2 separate regions of the Oryctolagus cuniculus genome follow, and region 1 is linked to region 2. Evidence: chromatin contacts called from public Hi-C data. All regions are on one chromosome and are shown on one strand. The core of a region is the stretch at or near the end of the contact, and the rest is flanking DNA. Distances in the headings are between cores, read along the strand shown.

Evidence for each region. A called contact is a pair of places that touch in the nucleus more often than the background predicts.
Region 1: a Hi-C map of psoas muscle shows a contact between it and region 2, with 2.5 times the contacts expected there. The contact joins the promoter of WWP1 here to the promoter of CA2 in region 2. A contact is called at or near these places in 2 of 6 Hi-C or Micro-C datasets (psoas muscle and an unstated tissue).

Annotation. Positions count from the first base shown.
Region 1 is chr6:111,620,987-111,626,385 of mOryCun1.1, forward strand. It overlaps WWP1 (WW domain containing E3 ubiquitin protein ligase 1), which reads left to right and starts at 2,565. Exons shown (of 22, transcript XM_051844599.2): 1 at 2,565-2,943.
Region 2 is chr6:110,937,908-110,943,301 of mOryCun1.1, forward strand. CA2 (carbonic anhydrase 2) reads left to right here and starts at 3,278. Exons shown (of 7, transcript NM_001195708.1): 1 at 3,278-3,391; 2 at 4,473-4,670. The coding sequence starts at 3,358.

The DNA of each region.
Region 1 (5,399 bases), core at 1,315-3,814, 680 kb after region 2:
AAAAAGGGAATTGTCAAACAAGTAGGGCAAAAGTAAAGGCAGATAAATTATGATCTCAGGATGGGAAAAGATATGTGAAATAAAACAGAAAACAAAAGCGGAGAAGACCTACAGTTTCACCTATGGTCAATGTCTACATTTTTATAATGTGCCATTTTGTGAATCTTCTGATAAGAAAATGGGCAGCTAACTGACCAATATTGTTTACACATTTGAAAATATACCATAATGACTTGGGCACAATGAGGAAGCACATTTATGGTTCTGTGGGAAAACTGATGTCAACAATTATAACAATAGTAATTTATTGATTAATGTATCTTCAATATATGTTATGTAACTCAAGTATTTTACTTATAGCAAGCCTCTTTTTTTTTTTTTACAATATCATGTGGCAGTATTATATCAATTTTCTAGCTGAGGTATAATCAGATTAAGTAACTTGGGCTAATCTCATAGTTTGTAGGCGACAACAGGGTTGGCTTATCCATTAAGCCTAGCAGGCACAGTGCCACAGGCTCACAATACTTGCACAGCCCATAAAAAAATTCTAATTTCTATTAAAACTAGGAGATAAAAAAATATAAACGTTTAGGTCAAAGAAAATATGTTAATGTGTAATAGTAATATAATTGTCTTTATACCAAAGCAGTGCGGAAGCACAACTTGTAATATTAATATAATTTACAATATTATTTCATGGAGGAAGAGGCCCACAAAGGTAAAAGTGCCCCGGGTCCTGAAAGTTAGGTTGGCAGAGCTGTTTTGATCACAGGTAATGTGACATTTGGACACATGCTCTTCCTAGAAGTCAACTTGTCAATTAGTTACAAAAGGACTAAACTTGTTCATATTTTCAATCACTTTGTAAGAAGTAACCTATGACAACAAATAAGGACATAGATAATGACTTGGGAAAACATATATATATATATATATATATATATATATAACAGTGTGCATTGGAAACCAAAGGAACATTCCATAATGAAAGAAAAATGGTTCACTACTGGGTATCAATTTAGTGGGCTAGATGAACTCTAGGCGCTTCTGTACAGAAACAAGCTGAGTGGGAAACTGAGCAACTGGGGGAGCTGAACGTGAGACAGAGAAGAGCAGGAAGCAGAAGGAAGCCAGCATGCACTCTGGAGGAGGGCAGATCTTGCTGGGAATTCTTAGGGAATTGCTGGGTGGGTTGGCGGGTGGGGGGGGGGGCGGTGAGTTGCAAATTCGTGGTGACATCTATTTAAAGGGACTGTTACGCAAAACGAAGAGGGCAAATCAGAGGACATCGTGGTTAAAGCACAGAGATGAGTGAGTACATTCAGGGAAGCGGAAGGAGTTTTTCCTAAGAGGAGGAACAGAGTATATGAGCATGAAAAGGGGCTTGACTATCGCGGTAACCTTCCTCAGGAAAGCTAGGAAGAGCCAAAGAATGAAGCAGCGGGGTGAGCGACGAGCTCAGACGGGCATTCAGAATGATCTTCGGGGATTCAATGGGGACCAAATTCAGGTGTGAAGGCAGAGGTCAGCACTCCTGCCCCGGAGTGGAAGGAAATGTGCATGTGTCCCACCAGGAGGTATTTATTGGATCCCACAAATATTCGTGGAGTGGCATCAACAATGACACTGCCACTCTACGAAAAGCTCTGTTGTGACAAAAGAAGAGAGAGCAGGAAGGGAGTTTTAAAGTCAATGGAAAGTTTAGGTGAGAAAAGTCTTAAAACATGGTTATGCTAACAGGTGAGGTTAGAGAAGTGCCAGGAAGGGTCCCGAGAGGGAGCAGAGCGCAGGTTCGCTTGGGAGAGTAGCAGGGACACCAAGCCTCTGAGAGTGTGGACGTAGGTAATTTGTTGGGGTAGGTGAGGTGTTTGGGCAAACACTCGAGAAATTCATGCATGAGTAATGTGGCCCTTACTCACTTGTATTTGCTCGGCCTTCTAAAAGCAATACACGGGCACTTCCCTAAACAGGCTGACTCGGCGTGAATGATGGAAATAATAGACGCTACCTGATGAGACTGTTATGGGGACTAATTGCGCTGACACATACTCTTGTTCAACATGTATTAGCTTTATCACTGGGCTGACGTGGGCAGGGGTGGGTTGTGAACGTTTTGATTACCAATATACAGAAATTGCAAGTCTTCTGGTATGTCTATCTTCTAAATGCATGTACTTTGGCAACGGGCTCTAAGTCAAGCACTCAGCTAGGTCAAGCAGACTTTATTAACAGCCTGCTTTCGCTGTAAGGCGTTCGTAAAAAAGGACGCCAGTGCCCTAAGGAGCCTGCTTGAGGTCACGCGCAGGTTGGGCCGAGTACCGGAAAGTCAAGTCAGCAGTACCTAGCACTGGCTTAAAGCCTCTTCCCAAACCTCTGCGGAAGCCCCACCCCTTTCACAGGTCCAGGCCACGCCCCCTTCCCCTATTGGCTGGCCCGCCCCCGCCCCCCCACACGAGTCGATCGCTCAGAAGACCCGGAGGAGTGGCCCTTCTAAAGGCGGCGGGGGTGCCCTTGCTGCGCATGCTCGCAAATCCGCCGGATTCCGGCTCCGGAGTTGGAGTCTTTAGGTGGCCGCTGCGTAGCGCGGTGCCCGGGCGGGTGGAGGGGGCGCGCGCTCTGGGCGCGGCGCCGGTGACGCGGGCACGCGGCGTGCTCCCGAGGAAGGGAGGTGTGGGGTCGACTCGGGGGTGGCGCGTGGCCGGGGTGGGGGTGGGGGGAGGGTCGGGTGTCGGCAAACGCGGCGTGCGGGTTTCGAGTGGCTGCAGGCGGCCTGGGCTGCCGGGGCCGACGCCTGGGTGGCTGCCGCTGCCGCTGCCGCCGCCGCCGCCGCGCCTGCTGCGAGATGGCGATCTTAGGCGCGGAAGGTTGAGGGCGCCCGCCGCGGGAGGAGGCGCCGCAGCTGTGGCCGTCCGCTGCCGGGCGCCGGCAGCTTCGCGCAGGGTAAGGACGCCGGGGCGGGGGGCGCGGGGCGCGGGCCCGGAGCCTCGGCCGCGGTGTGGGGAGTCCGGCGCCGACCGCCCCCGGGCGGGACTCTCTCTCTCTCTCTCTCTCTCTCTCTCTCGGGGCCGTCGGGGGACAGTTCGCGCCGCCGTGTCTGCCTTCTCCAGCCCGGGGGGCCTGGAGTTTTCTGGGCTTGGGTCACGGGTCTTGCCCGGAGTTGGCCCTGGCACAGGCCTGGGCGAATGATCCTGGAGCGGGGCGAAGTGTTTCCGTGACTCTGCAGCCGCAGTTCCCCGTTCCCTTCGCCTTCTCGTCTGCTGCTTCTACGTTTCTGCCTCACACCTCCCTCAAAGCACGGACTCCCTGCCCGTGCCCTGACTTTCACCCCCTTCCGCCGTCCCAAACCAAGGACTCCAGTCTCAGAACGTCTCTTTCTGACGTGCTTTTTTTTTTTTTTTTAAATCTGGCTTTTCCACTGATTCCGCAGCCACCCCCCCCCCCAACACAACCCCCACCTCTACCTTTTGTGACCTGGTAGATCTCAGTGACCTTGCAGATTTTGCCAGTCCCAGCCTCACGTGTGACTTCAATCCCCTTCTTTAATCTTTTTTTTTTTTTTTGAGGGGTGGTAGTGGTGGTGGTAAATTTAAATTGATACTTTGTCCATTGCTTTTACAACATTTAAATTGCCAGCCTCATATGCACAAGGACTGTGCAGAGCTTTTCTTTACTCCGTGGATGTGGAGTTGACTTTCTTTTGCTCCGGTAATTACGTGAGAGCTTCGTTTCCAAAAAGCAAAAACAAAAAACACACACCAAAAAAACAGTAGTTATCTATGTATAAATTTGATGTTTTTACTCCTTAAAGACAGAATATTTTGTAAGGGCTTGCTTTAGTTTTCCTTTTTTTATTTGGAAAGATTTTAATCTTTTTTGTGTGTAGGCTCATATGCATAAAGATTGGAGTTTTTGCTTTAAGATGCTAATGGTCATAGTAGCAAAAGCTAATGTCCGAAGTTATCTTTCTTCCCCCTCTCCTCTTTAATATTTTTACCTGAAACACCTGGTTTATAGCTGTCTGCAGGTTTCTACAAGAGTTCATGCTTATGTTTAAATCCATTTTTACCTGTCTCATCAAGTCTGTGTATTATGCAAGCAAAAAATCAGGTTTTAAAAAATAAAGGCATTCTTTTATTTATGTGACTTGTTTTTAGCCATAAAGCAGTATATTGTGTTACTGGAAATTATTATTTTTCATAAATAGTTAATATTTTTAAGTTGAAGATGTTAGTGGCCAAGAGTTGGGAGCTACTTGAACTGAAAAGTGTGAAATGTGTGGAATAGTTCTTTGGAACATAGCTTACAAACATTTCAAAGTGTTTTTCCCATAAAGTGAAGAACTGCTTGTAAGACCCACAACACCATCGTTTTGAAAAGCAGTCCTTACAATGCTTGTTTTTTGGAAGACTAACATGATAGAGGATGTCATAGATAAGGTCTCTGCCTTCAAAGAGATTGTAATCTTTGCTGTTTACCCCAGGACGATTGACATTTCTTTTCCTTCCTTGCACAGTTATTTAGCATCTACTGCATGAGGTATTTTGGGGAATACAAAGAATAATTAACAATTTCTGTCCCCAGTCCTGCGAATAATACACACAAATGCCCCGTTTGTCTTTTAATATATAGTAAAGTTTCATAATGATACAAAAATCCAACCAGAATTTAAATTCAGAAGTGGTAGAGTTGCGATCCTCTGGAAAGGTGCAGTTAGTTAGGAGAACTTCTGGCTTTCTAAATCTTAGTTTTGAAGAATGACTGACATTGGATAGACAGGGAAAGATAATCCAAGCAAAGAGAAGAATCTGAGAGGGCACCAAGTTCATACATCTGGGAAGAGGCACGTAATTATGGTTAAATGGAACACAGAGTTTTTGTACTAGGATAAAGGGTGATAAAGCTTTGGTAAAGGCTTGGGACTAGTTGTGGATTGTTTTTAATGCCATGCTAATGACCTTGAATTTCCTAAGCATTGAGGGCTCCGAAGATAATTTTTAAGTTGGGAGTGAAACAATTTTAGACTATTGTTTTAAGAGGCTTAATCTGGTAGCAGCTTGTATGAGTGGAGGACTAGAGATCCTGGAAGTAGGAACACTTCCTGATTGTCTTAATTGTAGGTGGGGAGGCTCTAAGCTGTTTTGGTAATAGGATTGGAAAGGAAAAAGGAAATAGAATAGCCAGAATTTGAGAGGGATCCAGGTAGATTGGAGGAATAGGACCATTTTGAGCAAGATCCTTGTAGACTTGACCCTCAGTGTTTGTGAGTTACTTTACAACTTTTTGCTGTTTATTAATCCTAACTAAAAAAGCTGCTAGCCTGGAAGACTTCCAGAGGCACAGTGAGGACTCTTCAAAGAGTTTGGAAAATGTGCATTTATTTTTAATTTCTTTTGAGA
Region 2 (5,394 bases), core at 2,028-4,527:
ATATGCAAATGTGGTAGAATGGACGTTTCCAAGGCACAAATACTTCGCCTTCTTCTGGTGCCCTGGCTCAAACATATAAACACATGTCATGTTGCTGGAGGCGCATGCCTCTGAAATTCTCCCCTTGCACCTCACCTCACCCAGGTGTTTAATTTTGCAATCATTTCATTGTCGTCTGTTTAGCACTGTGTAGGAGGAACTGAACAGCCATCCCTTATTGAGGGCCCAGAGGTGGCAGGTGATTTATATGTATCACTAGGTCAATTCTTACAACAACCCTGAGGTGGGTGTCATTATTTCTACTTTACCAATGAGCAGCCAACAGCTTACTGGGGCCAGTGGATTACAATCAGATGATTACAATGCAGTGTCTGATCAGAATGCAGTATCACAAATACTAGAATAAAGGAATTCATTCAAGGAGATAAGGGAGCTTCCAAAAGCCAGTAGCTCTTAGTTTTAATTGATCTTTAATACTACCATTGTTAGAAATATGAGACAAACCGAGCTTTTATTAGGCTTTTAGTTAAATATTTAATATGTCATGCACATTTCCCTTTGTAAAAAATCTAGTATTCGCAAAATCTTCACTGTTTTGGAGAAAGCAATTACATTTACTTTCATATTTTTAATTTTCACCAGGATTAACAGGTTGGAAGCATTTCATCATAATAATTGGATCACAGATGTCAGGATTTTTTAAAGCCCTATTTTTTATTTTTCTGTAATAGTTCACCCCACCCTGCCTCCTGCCCTGGGGCGGAGAAAGTGTCTTTCTTCAGGTTCTATGTAGTTTCTGAAATGGGCCAATCTTTCCCTCTAGGAGAAATGCAGATATAGGGTAAGGATTATTTTTAAAAATCCAATAAGAGAGTAGTGTCTTGAAGCCAGTGAATACCGACAGCCTGCTAAGAATGCCTTCAGCAGAACCAAGTTAGATTGAAGCTGATTAGTATGAAGGCAAAAGTCATGTCTATTACAAAAAAAGATGTCCAGAAAAAAAAAAAAAAGACAACCACTGTAACACCAACAAAAATGGATAAGAGAACATTTGTATCTCCTCTGATTTACCCAAATGTAAGCCCTTTCTGACATGTGGGGAGCCAAGGATTCTCTCTCTTTCTTTCTCTTTGTCTCAGAGCTGGGGTCAGGGGCCAGCTGCCCCTGAGAGTTAACTTTCCAGAAGGGAGAGATAAGAGAACAATCCCCTGGAGTAAGAATGCATTCACTGAACAGTGTTTGGTGGTGTTTGAAGTTTAGCTATTTAATAATCAGAACATGCTCCTAGTTCCTCCAGGTTGGTAAAGCCACAATTCAGGTCAGAGGAAATGAAAGACAAGGATTCCTGCTGATCTAATCGCCTGGCTACCTTCTCAGTTGCTTCACAGCCCACTCGACATTCAAAGATTTTGTACCCAACTCTTAGCATTTCTCAGTGCCATATCCACAGGGCCAACAGCAGACGTTTGCTTGGAAGATCCTGCCTTCCTAATTAAGTAATATTCTAAAATTATGCAAAGAATCACAATTATTTCACTATCAACTGAGAGACTATGCAGCTATAGAGGCATAAATAGCTACAAAGTGCACTTTATAATGTCTAGAAATTTAGAAATACATTGCTGCTCTTTTGCCTATGAATGCCCTGTGACATCTACCAAAAGCCCCAATACACAGAAATACACAGTTTTCTAGAGCCTTAGAACAAATACACCTCAATGTCAGTCATATTTGTGTTGAATTGACTGAAATAAACAGTAAATAATGATTTCCGGACCAATACTGCAGAAACTTACTCTAACATGGCATCCTTTTATTTAGCTATGGGTTGTTAAATATAAGTAATGTGATATCAAGGCTGTAAACTGATTCCCACCTTCCCAATTTTAACCCTAATAACATACCCTCAGAGATCCCGAGGACTACAGTCCAGAGGCCCCTGCTGCCCCTATGATTAATTAATTTTTTTTTTCTCTTGTAGCAAAGTCCCTTGTAGGAAATGCATTTTCTCTCCCTCTGAAAACAGGTTGACATCCCTTAAGCACAGGTAAGCAGCATGCGGTGCCTCCAGTCCATCGCGCTGTGAGGTGTCCACCAGAAGGTTTTCTTTGAAAATCAGAATAGAAAAAATAGGCTTTAGGTCAAAGAAAACGTTTCAATACACATTAAGCTATTAATCTTTTTCCTAATGCTGTCGGAAACGTGCTGTTTATGAAGAAAGAAACGACTAAAGGCAGAATGCCCAGGGCCCACAGCAGTCATAATGCTGCCTGGCCTTTCTGTGGAATTATTTGGAATGATTTCCCACTATGCCAGATGCACATTGCCTTCGCCAAACAGCCAAGGTTCTCTCCTCTTTGGAAGAAATACTCTGACCCGATTTTTCTAAGAAAAGTGATTTCTATTTTAGAAGTTTTGGTTAAGTCCATAGGTACTTAAGTAGGAAGTCTCCTGTCTCCACGTTAATTCTGCATGATAGGAAGGCAGACAGAGGAGGGAGATGAGCACTTCAGGCAAGGCCCTGCCAGCCTAAAAGGAAATGCAATTTCTCAGGTTTGCCTCGGTGCCGGCTGCAGGAGACACAGCAGGGAGTATTTCTCGCCTTCTTCCACGGCTGTCCAGCAGAGGGCGCATAGCTCCCAGCACCCAGGGCTGCTCGCTCCCCAGCGCCTCAAGGACCGTATCCCTATTTGCCCCAAGGTCATAGCTCCTAACCTAGCTTGCCAGCCCCAGGCCGGGGACACGGGAGAGCGAGGCCTCCGACTTGGAGACCTCAGCGCGAGTGTGGCCGATGGAGTGGGGCCGGATGGCTCCGAGGCCACCAATGCGATCATAAAGTGGACAGGAGATGAACGGCGCCGGGGGCCCGGGTCCCGAGCAGTCAGCGGCCGCCGCCAGCGCCCCGGAGGGGGATGGGTGCGCGTAAACGCTCCGCAGCCCGGGTCGGACGGAGGAGCCCGGGAGCCTCCGCTGCCGCCGCCGCTGCAGCCAACGCGCGCCGGAGCTGCGAACCTCGCTGCCCGCCCAGGGCCCCGGCCCCTGGGCCGAGGGGGAGCTGGGCGGCGGGAGAGGAGCTCCCAAGCCTGACCGACGCCTGCAGGGAGAGCATTTTCCCCGCCCTCGGCTCCTGGCCAGTCTGGCCCGCCCCAGCGCAGGGAGATCACCTCCGCCCGTCACCTCCCCCGTCGCTCAGGTCCACCCGGGGTTCCCTCCCCTGGGCCGCCCCCGAGCACGAAGTTGGCGGGAGCCTATAAAAGCCGATGACGGTGCGACCCGCGGACACAGAGCGCAAGAGGAACCCGAACGGCCGCTGCTAGACCGGCCCAACTCCGCCCTGCCCCGACCGCCGGCTCGATCATGTCCCATCACTGGGGGTACGGGAAGCACAATGGTGAGTGAGGCCGGCGTCCGGCGTCCTGGGCCCAGACCCTTGCCCACTCCGGTGGCCGGCCCGGGTCCCGCAGCGCCTGCACCTGCTGTTGGCAGCGGCCGCGGGCCGCGCGGGAGGTGCAGGTGCGCCGGCGATGCCCCCTTCGCCCGGCTCCAAGCCACTGTCGAGGAATCCGCGCGTGTGCAGGCGGAGCGCAGGGCCCTAGGGACGGGGCGCAGCTCGTTCCTCTCTGGGTTTCTGGAGCCAGGGCCCTCCTAAAGCCGGCTGCCAGAGAGCGGGCAGGGTTGTAACGGTGCAGTTTAGTTGTTGACCGCTGAAAAATTAAGGGACCCCCCCTCCTAACCCCAGACATCCCCGTCCGCTTCAGCAGCACCACCTGTGGCCAAGGCTCTCCGCACGACCTGTCCCGGGGCGTTTTGCTGAGCTGAGTTTTCCCTTCGTTTCTCAACCTAGAATGTTAGGGGTATCGGGCACCCGGACCCAGGCTTCATGAACCCCACGGGTCTGGGATCTCCCGGGAAGCGGAGCCAAGAACAAGATGCGCCTGGGGACCTCTTGCGCATCTTTGAAGAGTGCAGGGCTTCCCGGGTAGTTGGGACCTGACCACTAATGGAGCGAGTTCCCCGAGCCTGGGCGGCAGCTCTGTCCTTCCGTCCCGAGCGACGACACGAGGAAGGAGGAATCGGACCTGCTAGAATGGCTTAGTGAGCTTGCACATCCCAAATTCCAACCAGAAGCCTTGATGATATGAGTGTCTGCCCAACTTTAATTGCTTAATTTCAGTAAAAGGACCCTGCAAATAACTAGTATTTATATGACACTAAATATTGGTCTAAGAGCTTTACATGCGTGGATTCTAATTCTTACAACAACGTGTATGAGGTAAGGGCATAGTATTATATGACCCCATATTATAAATGAAGAAACTGAGGCACAGTGTTTTCCCAAAGATATTCTGCTTTTCGATGGTGCTGCCAAAATTGGAGCCGAGCAGATGGCTACAGAGTCATTGCCCTGTTTTAGGGGTCTGGGTGTACCGTTCTCCACACTGTGGGATTCATACTCTTGGTCTCATCCCCAGGACCTGAGCACTGGCATAAGGATTTTCCCATTGCCAATGGCGAGCGCCAGTCTCCTATTGACATCGACACTAACGCGGCCAAGCACGACCCTTCCCTGAAGCCTCTGCGTGTTTGCTATGAGCACCCCATTTCTCGGAGGATCATCAACAATGGTCACTCTTTCAACGTGGAGTTTGATGACTCTCACGACAAAACAGGTCAGTGTCTTGTAGCTTACGGCTGTTTTCCCAGCTTGATGGAGGAAATCAGGAGTGGTGGAAATCCTTTAACCACTACAGTCTGTCTCCATACTCTCAAAGGCTGCTCTGATCATCTTCATTAGGTCAAGAGGCTCCTGAGAAGTAGGCTAATTGCTCTGAAATGCCCCTGGGCTGTTTCTCCCTGGTAAAACTCCTGACTTCTATGTAGGGCGTGAAATAACTGTGACATGCTTGTGAAAAGTAGCAAAGGCAAGATTTCTCCCCCCACCAAGGTCAGCAGTGGCAATGATGAGACTCGCAAGGTATGGATTTTTAAAGATTCTTTATTTCTCTTTCAGGGTCCATACCTAAACATTAAAAATTACGTACCAATGAGTGTTATCTAGAAGGTAGCAGTGAGAAGGATGATGAAAACCTGACAATTTAAAATATTGAAATTCTCGGAAGACCTTGTATCTGTAAATACTTCTTTATATTGGTCTAGTGTGATGAAGGTGTTGGAGTGTCTTGGGATCTATCCAGAAATTTGTCCTGGAAACTAAGATATGTTAGAGTTGGTGGACATACATGGCCTGTTACTGACAAAACCAATTACTATAACTGATTTATAATAGAGCTGTTTACAGGATACCAACTGAATGCTTCTTCTTCTTTTTTTTTTTTTTTTTTTTTCCTTATTTAGATGCCAGAGAACAATCCCATTCTAACATAGTAGCTGCCT